2 separate regions of the Mus musculus genome follow, and region 2 is linked to region 1. A link is a contact called in public Hi-C data. All regions are on one chromosome and are shown on one strand. Each heading gives the region's core, a stretch centred on a gene start, on an enhancer-like site or on the middle of the called end of the contact. The rest is flanking DNA. Distances are from core to core; before and after follow the strand shown.

The links. A called contact is a pair of places that touch in the nucleus more often than the background predicts.
Region 2: a Hi-C map of cerebellum shows a contact between it and region 1, with 2.8 times the contacts expected there. The contact joins the enhancer-like site here to the promoter of Kcnip4 in region 1. A contact is called at or near these places in 5 of 39 promoter capture datasets (the 3T3-L1 cell line, liver, second pharyngeal arch cranial neural crest and 2 more), 1 of 484 Hi-C or Micro-C datasets (cerebellum) and 1 of 115 datasets of contacts at active chromatin or transcription factors (neural progenitor cells).

What each region holds. Positions count from the first base shown.
Region 1 is chr5:49,521,758-49,526,956 of GRCm38.p6, reverse strand. It overlaps Kcnip4 (Kv channel interacting protein 4), which reads left to right and starts at 2,053. Exons shown (of 9, transcript NM_001199242.1): 1 at 2,053-2,316. The coding sequence starts at 2,256.
Region 2 is chr5:49,814,078-49,819,276 of GRCm38.p6, reverse strand. No RefSeq gene overlaps it. Among named protein-coding and RNA genes, the nearest start is that of Gm40299, 210 kb to the right of the region's middle. Within about 2 kb of position 2,411, at least 2 of the 459 cell types and tissues checked have an H3K27ac peak or open chromatin away from gene starts, as enhancers often do. A contact at or near this core is called in cerebellum, where this site is marked.

The DNA.
Region 1 (5,199 bases), core at 804-3,303:
AAAAAGCATTCTGCACATTTTGCAGATGACAACTGAGTTGTGCATTTGTCCTGTTGTAAATAAAGAGGGTAAATCTATTCTAGAACCAGGAGATGCCTCCTTACCTTCTTTGGTTTCCTCAGGACACCATGTGGAGATGGTAGTGATAATGGTGATGGTGAGTACTCTCTTTATAGCATCTCTTACCGACCTCTTAGTATGTGCCAGAACGCTCCAAAGCACAATATGCATTGTATCTCATTTCTTCTTTGACAGAGGTTCACTGAGGCAGGCACTACCGTTTGGTCCATTTTTTTGAGTGAGAAAGGTTAGGATGCTCACTTTGGGCTCACCATTAAGATTTCCGTTCAGCCTGCTGAGCCCAAACCCACACATGAAGGTAGTTTTAGAAGTCAGTACAGAGAAAAGAATGGAGTTGAGAACTGGAGAGGTAGTGAGCCTCTGCAGAGGCCGGGTTGTGCTCATTTGTGATAAAGGTTGCTAGTGGGAAGCTTGCTTTGAGATTATTGAAGTCCTAAGGTGCCACATGACCAGAATGAAATAGTAGAACCTGCTAGGAAGGACAGAGAGGAGACTTCTTAGGAGGAGGTAAGGTGCACACACCATTTAGAAATTTATGTACTTGACTCAGTAGAAGTTTAAATTGCACGCTATCTAGTCCGGTGTCCCTCCTGTCCTATTACTCCGCCCACTTCTCTCGCTCCAGCCAATAGCATCCTCCTCCAACTGGGCTGCCCTCCCACTTGCTCTCCGTAAATTTGCCCTTACTTCTACTATTTTCCTTAAGTCACACGGAGTAGATTTCAGCTCGTGTAAGTAGGTTAGATAAAGATGAGTATGGAGGCAATGCAGATGTTGGGATTTTGTCCGCAACCAGCATGGAAGGCATCACAGGGCTTTCCAATGAGTCACTTCAGGGACTAGGGGTGAAAGGAAGGACAAGTGACAGTTGAATCCTAGCTGGAGAAAGGGACAAGGTTTTACGGTGATGTGTAATCAGGCAGGTGTAGGGAGAAAGAATGACTTTCCAAACAATTAGGCCTTTCCACCATGTCAGGGTCTATTGACCTTGCAGCTGAGAGTGCAAACGAACAAATGTTAAGCAGCTTTGCGGGCCCACAGAACCGGTCAACTCGACCTTTCTTTTTAAAGGAGGCAATATACACTTCACTTCTTCCGGCAGAGAAGCCTGTGTTTTAATGCTCAGCTCTCTCCGTCCAACAGTAACCATGGCCACAAGTGGTTTATTGGGTTGTTTTCTGTCTTTCTCGGGCATTGCTGGCCTTGGTTTGCTTAGAGAAACAAGCAGCCATGGGTGATGAAATCCCCTGGGATCTCAGCCATCCCTTCCAACAGAGTGTCCTCCAGTGAAATGTCCGTTTGAAGAAGGCGCTTGTGGGAAATGTCTCCTAGTCAGCTCAGCTGCTCTGTGTAATGTGCTGTGGTCACCTTGGCCTTGTCTAGGCAGTGTCTAGAAGTCACATTCTCCAACCTCTCTCTCAGTCTCATGACTGAGTTGTACTTGGGAAGTTTCCTGTCTAGGAGTTGCTGGCACTCTGCCTGGTTCCCAGAAGGGCATCTCCTTGCCTTCTGGTGTCCTTCGAACTCAGGGCAGAATCTGACCCTCTAGGGACCCTGCAGTAAGTTTCTTTGCCAAAGACTTCTTGAGCCAGCCTTGAGCCAGGCTCTATGTGAAGCAGAAAGGGGTCGCAGTGGACCCTCAGATAATCCATTGGAAAATCTCAAAAGATGCCTTTTTTAGCCTTAAGCCGCTTCAGCTCTCTCTCTCTCTCTCTCTCTCTCTCTCTCTCTCTCTCTCTCTCTCTCTCTCTCTGTGAGTCTGCTGTCACCTGAGGCACTGCTACAGCCTCCTCCACTTTCTCCTTTAGTGACTTGGCAGCAGGTGGCAAAGGAGGTGCCAAGCGTGCCAGGGACGGGGGGGGGGCGCCTCGCTCTGTCTGGCGGTACAGCGCACCGACTTCTCAGCGGCGGGTGTCCTGGCCCCCACCACCGGCATAGCTCTGCCACCCAGAGTGGCACAGCGCCCCCGGCGCCCCCCGCCGGCCTCCGCCTGCACCTGCAAGGCTTCGCGCGCCCTGCCTGCCGCCGCCGCCGCCGCTGCCGCTGCCTCCAGCTCCCAGCGTCTTGGTCGCCCAGGACAGAGTGGCTGTGCGCTCCCGTAGCGGACCCATCGCCAGACGCCCCTGGGTCAGTGGACTCTAAGAGTGTCGCTCCGGCATCCAGTGTCCTTAAAGATGAACGTGAGAAGGGTGGAAAGCATCTCGGCTCAGCTGGAGGAGGCGAGCTCCACAGGCGGTAGGACGCGATGGGCTTTGGAGCGGGCGTCCCGCTGGCACTGTCCTCCCCTCGCTGTGATCCCGTGCCCCTTCCACGCTGGGGGCGGGGGGGCGCTTGTTGCCACCGCTGCATGAGAGAGAGTGAGGACCCAGGAGGGATTGGGAAAGGGAGGTGGGTGTGGGGGCATGGGAGAGCCAAGGAGTGGGGGGTGCATGGCAGGGTCTAGGAGGGAAAGAAAAAAAAATGCTTGAAGTGTGTTTGAAACTCGCTAGTGGTAGGGTCCGTCGCGATGCCGAGCGCGTACTTTTTGCCTTCCCTGAAAATTTCTGAGGTTGTGATTTGCTTTTACCAGATGTCATTCACAAGCACACTTCCTTCCCCTAACACCTGGGGATAAATGAGTCAAAATGGTGTTGATCCACCCCCTCCACACTTCCTTGATGCTCCCGAACACTTCACTAGAACTCTATTTTGATCGGCTGGTTAATACACAGACGGGATGTTGCCCACATCAGAGCCTTTTGCAGGCACGCTTGTCTTGTTCTATAGCTACCTTCAATTTAGTGTGTTGGGAGAAAATGTTCTTCAGTGACACTTGGAAATAATTTTTATATAGTACAGCCTTGAAAAGGTACTGGACACTCTGCATGGAGTCTGTCTCACAGGGAAATAAGCGGAGATAGAAACTGTTCTCTGAATTTAGCGGGATGCGAGGCAGAACCGATGTCCTCCCCACAGAGCATCTTGGGTTCCATCGGTTTGTTTTTAGATGGCTTTCATGTGTACAGATTTTTTTTCTTCTTCTTCTTTTTAAGAGGACCCTAAATAGAATCAAGGTGGTTGTGGAATCAATGTGAGCGAGGAAGATTATATAAGCTACGGAGTCACTCGTGTTTTGGCTTTACGGGGTCAGAAATGTGGCCTCACGAGAGATAAAGTTGTAAGAAAGTAGATTTTTAATGTAATTCCTTTATTACTTCTGGAAACAGCCACCTGAACAACTTAGTCCAGCAGTACTCTGAAATACATTGGTATAAGACATGGACATTCACCGGTACTTTTCCTCTGAGAGATAAACTCACTGTAACTAGGAGGGTACTTGTCTCATTTGAGTGTAAAATTTATAAAGTCTTAGTGCTTCGTGGGCTCTTGAACACTAACATGACTGCTACCACCAGCACTCTAAAGTTTACCTCTGATGGCATTGGCTCAGAGTAGCAGTTGCCTACCTTTTAATGACCCAGTACACCTTTCATGGGGTAGTCCATGAAAGGTATGTGCAATATTTAAGCGACTGAAATCTCTCCTTTGTTTTACTTTTTAAAATTTTTTTTTGTCAGAATGACACTTTCAGTGTAAGAGGAAGGTGATAGGTTGAGAGGACAGCGTCGTGTCTTTGCAGTTCTGTGTGATCATCTCAGTCCCCTCTAGGAGAGCCTGTGTGCCCAAGGCTCAGGAGGAATGAACTCAGATCTGGGACAGGCTGTGGGGACACAGTCTCTGGAGTTGGTGGCTGTTCAATAGGAACAGTTCTCTACTGGGGCCAATCAGTGAGATGGGGAATGAATTTACAAGCAACTCTCCATCCAGCATCATGGCTGGTAGAACTCCTGAAAAACAAGAAACACAAATGAAGTCATGCCCGGAGAGTATGAAACAATTAACTTTTTAAAAATTAGAGGGTCTGATATTGTCTCGAGTGTCAGCATGTAAAGATTTCTTGGAGAATAGAAGGATGCTGCTTGCATCTTGGCTAGGATGAGGATGAAAATGAAAAGTGTAACACATTTCCTTTAGTTGCATGCAGACATTTTTAGGTAATTAATGTGTGATGAGAAGACCAAAGGGAAAAAAAAATGCCGAGAACCTTGCTTTTGTTCTTGTTGCTCCTGTTGTAAAGGAAATATTAGAGATGACCAAACATGATTTAGAAGTTTGGTTATCCATGCTGAGATCTGTAGTCATCTGAGGGAAAAATAGATGACTGTCAATTTTAAAGGATTTAGGTTTTGATTTAAAACAATAGCCGCATCCTCTTGTTCTCTCTTCGCTAAGTAGAGATTGATGGGTTTAATCCTGAATTACACTCGTGGACAAGAGAATTATAAAATGAACCAATCAAATGTTAACAGAATGATCTGATAGAGAAATTCAGGAAGAGGGGAAAATGAAAATTGGAGAACTCTCTCTCTCTCGTTCTCTGTCTCTCTCTGTCTCTGTCTCTCTCTTCTCTCTCTTTCATGTGTATACATGTGAATTATGGATTTATTTGGAGGCAAAACTCTGAAACACACTCTGTGGAGAGATGAAAACTCCTCCCCCACCATGTTGTGTTAAATAGTGGGAAAGCCTCAGGAATGGTAGCAGGAGAGTTGAATTCCGTTGCTTAAGCTTCCATCTTGTGCACCTTTCAATAAATGAAACATGCAGTATGCATGCATAAATTGCCTTCCAGGTCCTTGCAGTTGATAGTGTGAATGCTACAGACCACAGAACACTGATGGTCTAGACTTAGATTTACTCTGACACTCATCAGACTCTGTGTTATACTCAAAGCTTACCCACCCAATATGTTTTTCGTTCTATGGTCTAGTTCCATTAACTTCATACCCTATTGTAAAATCAAACATAATTCTACTGTGTGTGTGTGTGTGGGGTGGGTGTGGTGTGCAGAGAAGTAGGCATGGGGGGAAGAATAATGAATTGATGGAGCAAGAGAGAGAGACAGACAGACAAAAGAGACATAGAGAGAAAGAGACAGAGAGAGAATGCAATCATATATTTAAAAGAACCAGAAAGAAGGTCAGAGGAAAAAAGTCCTATGAAATTATTCGTCAGTGTCCTTAATTTGTGCCATCTAACTTAGGGATGGCAGATGTTATGTGGTGTAATTTACAGTAA
Region 2 (5,199 bases), core at 1,162-3,661, 290 kb before region 1:
ACGCTCCAAATTCTTTGGAAAGAACAGAGAACAGAGTATTTTTAGCGTTTACATTATTTTCCTGCCAAGTCTGTAAGGCAGAAGTTGAAGCTACAGTGAAGTTCCATGTATTGCTGCAGGAAGCCCCTGTGAGGGAGTCTGGGAAAAGGCTGTTCTTCAAAACTGAGCTGAGGCGGCACTGTGAGTGAATTTGAGATAATCCATGTCGTTATGACTCTTCACCCCAAGCTCTTATCTGTGGTCGCAGTGTGGTTCTGGCTGTGTTAACTTTGTAAGCCATGTATTAGGTTTTCTCTTCTTATACCCAGCCTGCAGCTCCCCCTACAGAGGGTGATATATTTTGCTAGTGGCTAGAAAAATTTCAGAATGGGAAACCAGCGAAGATGATTCAGAGTGGCAGTAGAATAATTCTATTAGTATGCACTTTAGATTTGTGTGGAAATTTTATAGTGAAGGAAACACAACCTCAAGTGCCCTCAAAGATCTGAGTGATATGCAGAGCAGATAAAAGTTCGAGATTTGGGTAGGCAAAAGGTATATGAAATAGGTCATTAAGATCAGAAATGATGCACCTAACCCTGAAGAGACTGGAGGCCCCAGTGAGTTTAGAGGTCAGGTGGGATTATGTGTGTGTGGGGGGGGGTGTGTGGCAAGGACATATTTAATGATAAAGGATTTAAGAAAAAAAAAACATATGGAAGTGAGGGAATAGATGCTTGGTCATGGCCCCTGAATAGTTCCGACCTTTAGCCTTTTCTGCCTTTTACCTCCTCTCCTGGAATTGAGCTGAACGCCTCCCTGATGCATGATAGTTATTTGGGGATCCTGTTCTCTTTCCATATCAATACAATGAAAGCAGTAGTTGATAAATATTTCTATCCTATGACTCACAGCTACTTCTGTGAACTCCATCACTCTAGGTTAGTTTTTGTGTTTCTATCTGCGTAAATGTGTGTATTGTTCAGTAAGCCTGTGAGAAGACGGCTGCAAATGCATTAGCTGCTAACACCTCAATACTTCATATCAGTTATTACCTGTAGTTTTAATTTTTTATTTATTTGTATAAAATTTATATGAGATTATTGTCTGTCTTTGTGAATTGTAGGTATGTATGGGGGAGGTACATATCTATTTGCATTTTGTTTTAGATTTTATTTGTTGATGCTTTTTTGTTGTTGTTGTTGAGACAGTACCTTATTCTATATCCTATATTAGCATGAAAATCATAGTGACCCTCCTGCCTCAGATTCCCAAGTGCTGGGATTATAGATGGGAGCCACCATGTCCAGCACATGATTGTGTTTGTTTTCCAATTTATTCTAAGTGCCTGGCCTAGTGTGCCAAAGCCACACAGAAAACTAGTTGAAGGAAACACATTCCCAACTATCTGGACTCTGTTGCCTTTCCTTTTTGTAGGGCTCTCTTGCTTAAGTCTATCAAGGTCCTATAGCATCATTTATAGGACCAGTATCATTCATCCTAGCAAATTCACAGCACCAGGACCAGAGCAGAGGCAGCTTCATGCAGATGCAAATGAAGGGAAGTCCCATTCAAGGGACCATCCTGTTATCCCCTCCACTTCCCAGTTCTCACATACAGCTTGGGACTGTGGATTTTCTTAGCTGTCTCATCTTGTGGAGGCCAACACCAGTCTGTGGAAAGCTGTACGTCCCAGCTAGGCTTGTTTTTTTTTTTTTTTTGTTTTTTTTTTTTTTTTATTGCAGTTTCTACTCTTGGGTTAGCATTTCCTACTTAAATCCTCAGCACCCATTAGCACATCTCCACACTTGCTTTAGTGCAGATGCCCCAGGAGCATCCCAGGATCTGAGATTATATTGCAGAGTGTACGAAATTGGCTGACAACCACGTGTCCCTACTCCCAGCTACCTTGGCAACTCAAGAAGACTTGGAACTCAGCTAAGGTGTAGGTCAGGAAAATAATGCCTTGTTTTCTCACTTTCTTAAAGGGGGTGGGGGAGCAGCTATGGGGTTGGGAGAGGAACCATTTACAGCCAAGAAAGAAAGAGTTGCTTTTTTTCTTCTTCCCAGAACTTTTCCTTTTCTTTAAGCACATTAAAGCATACTTTATCTCTCCCTGTCCCTGCATTCTTTCAGACTGCTGTTTCATTTGGACACATGGATTCTTAGAGGCCAGCAAAGTTTAGCACAAAGGAAGCAGAGAGGGTAGATTGCAAGGGGCCTGCTGGCTTGGGCCACCTGCAGGAAGGCACCTAGGCAGAGTACAGAGACTCTTGCGGAAACAGAGCAGTGTGCCTGAAATCTAAATCAAAGGTGTTTATAAAAAGAATTCCCTCTTTTGGACCTGAGTTCTTCCCCTCCCTGCTCAGGTCCTGCTGTCTTCCTGCTGTCACCAGGCAAGGGCTCGCAGCCTATTCATGGTTTGAAAGGCAAAAAGCTTTAAATGGTAGCATCTTTTCTGGCTCAGATTGCTGATACCAGCTCTGCATGCAGGCCTCCCTCCTGGCCAGGGGCTATTTCTCTATAGTTTTATTACTGCTTCACGTTCCTTAAGAAAGAAAGAAAGTCTCTTATTTCTCCAGTATAATGTGTCCCATAGGAACCAACCTTAGCAATAGGCAGGAGAGCACATGTCACTTACAAGGTCCCCGAGCCCAGCCACCCATGACAAACAGCATAAGCATGTTGGTGTGTCCTTCTGGGCTTTTATTTTAGCATATGTAGAGTGGGAGCATAAGTACCCCATTCCCATTATTTCCATATTCTTTGGAAATTGAGGACTTCCCAATGTAATATTATGTCTGAATAAGATTCTTTTAAGGAAAAGCAAGGGAAAACATTGGGTACAGGAGAGGCATGAACAGAAGTCCACTCATTCTAATAGTGTTGCATCTCAGGAGCTTCCAGAGTGGCATTGGCTTATAGTAGTTCACATTTAGAAGCATCTATCAATTAGAAAGAGAAGTGATAATTCAGCAGCTGTCTGGGAATCACAACTTATTTCAATGAGATAAATCCTTCCAGTGCCTTCGGCTACACTGGTACTGCTCACCCTTAGTCACGTACTCTGAGAAGTCTGTCACTTAGCAGTGTCACCATGATGCAAACATGATAGAGGATGGATACATAAAATTAGGATGCGTCTGCCATTGCTAGATGACAGAAACAATCAATATCATATATGTAACCCACCATTGAGCTTGACTACAGCACAGTAATTGTATTTATGTCACTGCTTGCGCCATCTGCAGGAAGGCACCTTGGCAGAGCACAGAGACTCTTGTGGAAACAGTGCAGTGAGTGTGGCTGCAATCTAAACCACAGGTGTTTATAAAAAGAATTGCCTCTTTTGGAGCTGAGTTCTTCCCTTCTTGCCAACATGCATATATTGGCATCTGCATTCTCCAAGGGAGAAAGCAAACAAAGCGATGGGAGGTAGTTTAACAAAGTCCAAGGTGGAAAATAGTAATGTATCTCTCAATAGGCACATGTGGATCCATGCTTGAACCACTGCTGGGTTACAGCTCATAGCCAAACCTCCCAGAACTTGGGGTCAGCTGTGATTGGCCTAGATATGTAGAGTGGCTATGGCGTGCATGGTGACAGGGAGCTGATGTTGAGGTCCTCCTTCAGTATCCATTTGACTTTGAGAAGTTATTCTGTCTTTGTGAGTTCACGTGTTCCTTAATACATTGAGTAATGTGAAATTAGATTTTCTCCAAGATGCTTTCTGAGTTCCATATTCCATATATAGAGCAGAACCACATTAGACAACATTGAAGATACACATCAGCATATTCTCATGCCTTATCCAAGGCTAACACAGGGAGAGGCTGGCCATGAATGTATTGCTAACCTTGGACATATTATCTAGTTTCTCTGCCTCTGTGTTAAAGTCCTGTGTTAAAGGAGAATCTGAATAGAATAGGCAGCTTAAGAGTTGTTGCATCCTGGACATAGTATTACCGGTAGTTCCAGCAATACCTCTCCTGGGCATATATCCAGAAGATGTTCCAACTGGTAAGAAAGACACATGTTCCACTATGTTCATAGCAGCCTTATTTATAATAGCTAGAAGCTGGAAAGAACTCAGATGTCCCTCAACAGAGGAATGGATGCAGAAAATGTGGTACACTTACACAATGGAGTACTACCCAGATATTAAAAACAATGAATTTATGAAATTCTTGGGCAAATGGATGTGTCTGCAGGATATCATCCTGAGTGAGATAACCCAATCACAAAAGAAGTCACTTGATATGCACTCACTGATAAGTGGATATTTGCCCAGAAACCTAGAATACCCAAGATACAACTACCAAAACACAAGAAAATAAAAAAGGAAGACCAACACGTGGATACTTCATTCCTCCCTAGAATAGGGAATAAAATATCCATGTAAGGAGTTACAGAGACAATGTTTGGAGCTAAGATGAAAGGATGGACCATCCAGAGACTGCCATATCCAGGGATCCATCCCATAATTAGCCTGGCAAATACAGAAGTGGATGCTCATAGTCACCTATGGGATGGAACACAGGGTCCCCAATATAGGAGCTAGAGAAAGTACCCAAGAGCTGAAGGGGTCTGCAACCCTACAGGTGGAACAACAATATGAACTAACCAGTATCCCCAGAGCTTGTGTCTCTAGCTGCATTTGTAACAGAAGATAGCTTAGTTGGCCATCATTGGGAAGAGAGGCCCCTTGGTCTAGCAAACTTTGTATGGCCCAGTACAGGGGAAAGACAGGGCCAAGAAGTGGGAGTAAGTGGGTAGGGGAGAAGGGCAGGGGAAGGGTATAGGGGACTTTTAGGACAGCATTTGAAATGTAAATGAAGAAAATATCTAATTAAAAAAAAGAGTTGTTGCATCAACTCTAAGAGAGCAAATGAACTGGAATGTTAAAAATGTTTATTCAGCATCTGACACAGGGTACCCACATAGATGCCAGCGAAGAGTGAACTAGAGAGAAGGCTTCTAATGAAGCTGCTGTGCTGGATGGAGGTAGAGGAGGGAGGGGAGTTTTTGTCTTGTTCTGGATAAAGCTCCATTCTTCTAATCCCTGCAAGTTGGAAATAAACATTTCATCCCAGGCTGCTGTACCAGACACTTTCCATGCTGGCACACATGCTAACATCAAAGAGACACCCGGAAGTGAAAGGCAGGAGCCTTCAGAGGGATCCTCAGAGGATTCAGTCAGTGGCTGCAAGTGGGAAAGGG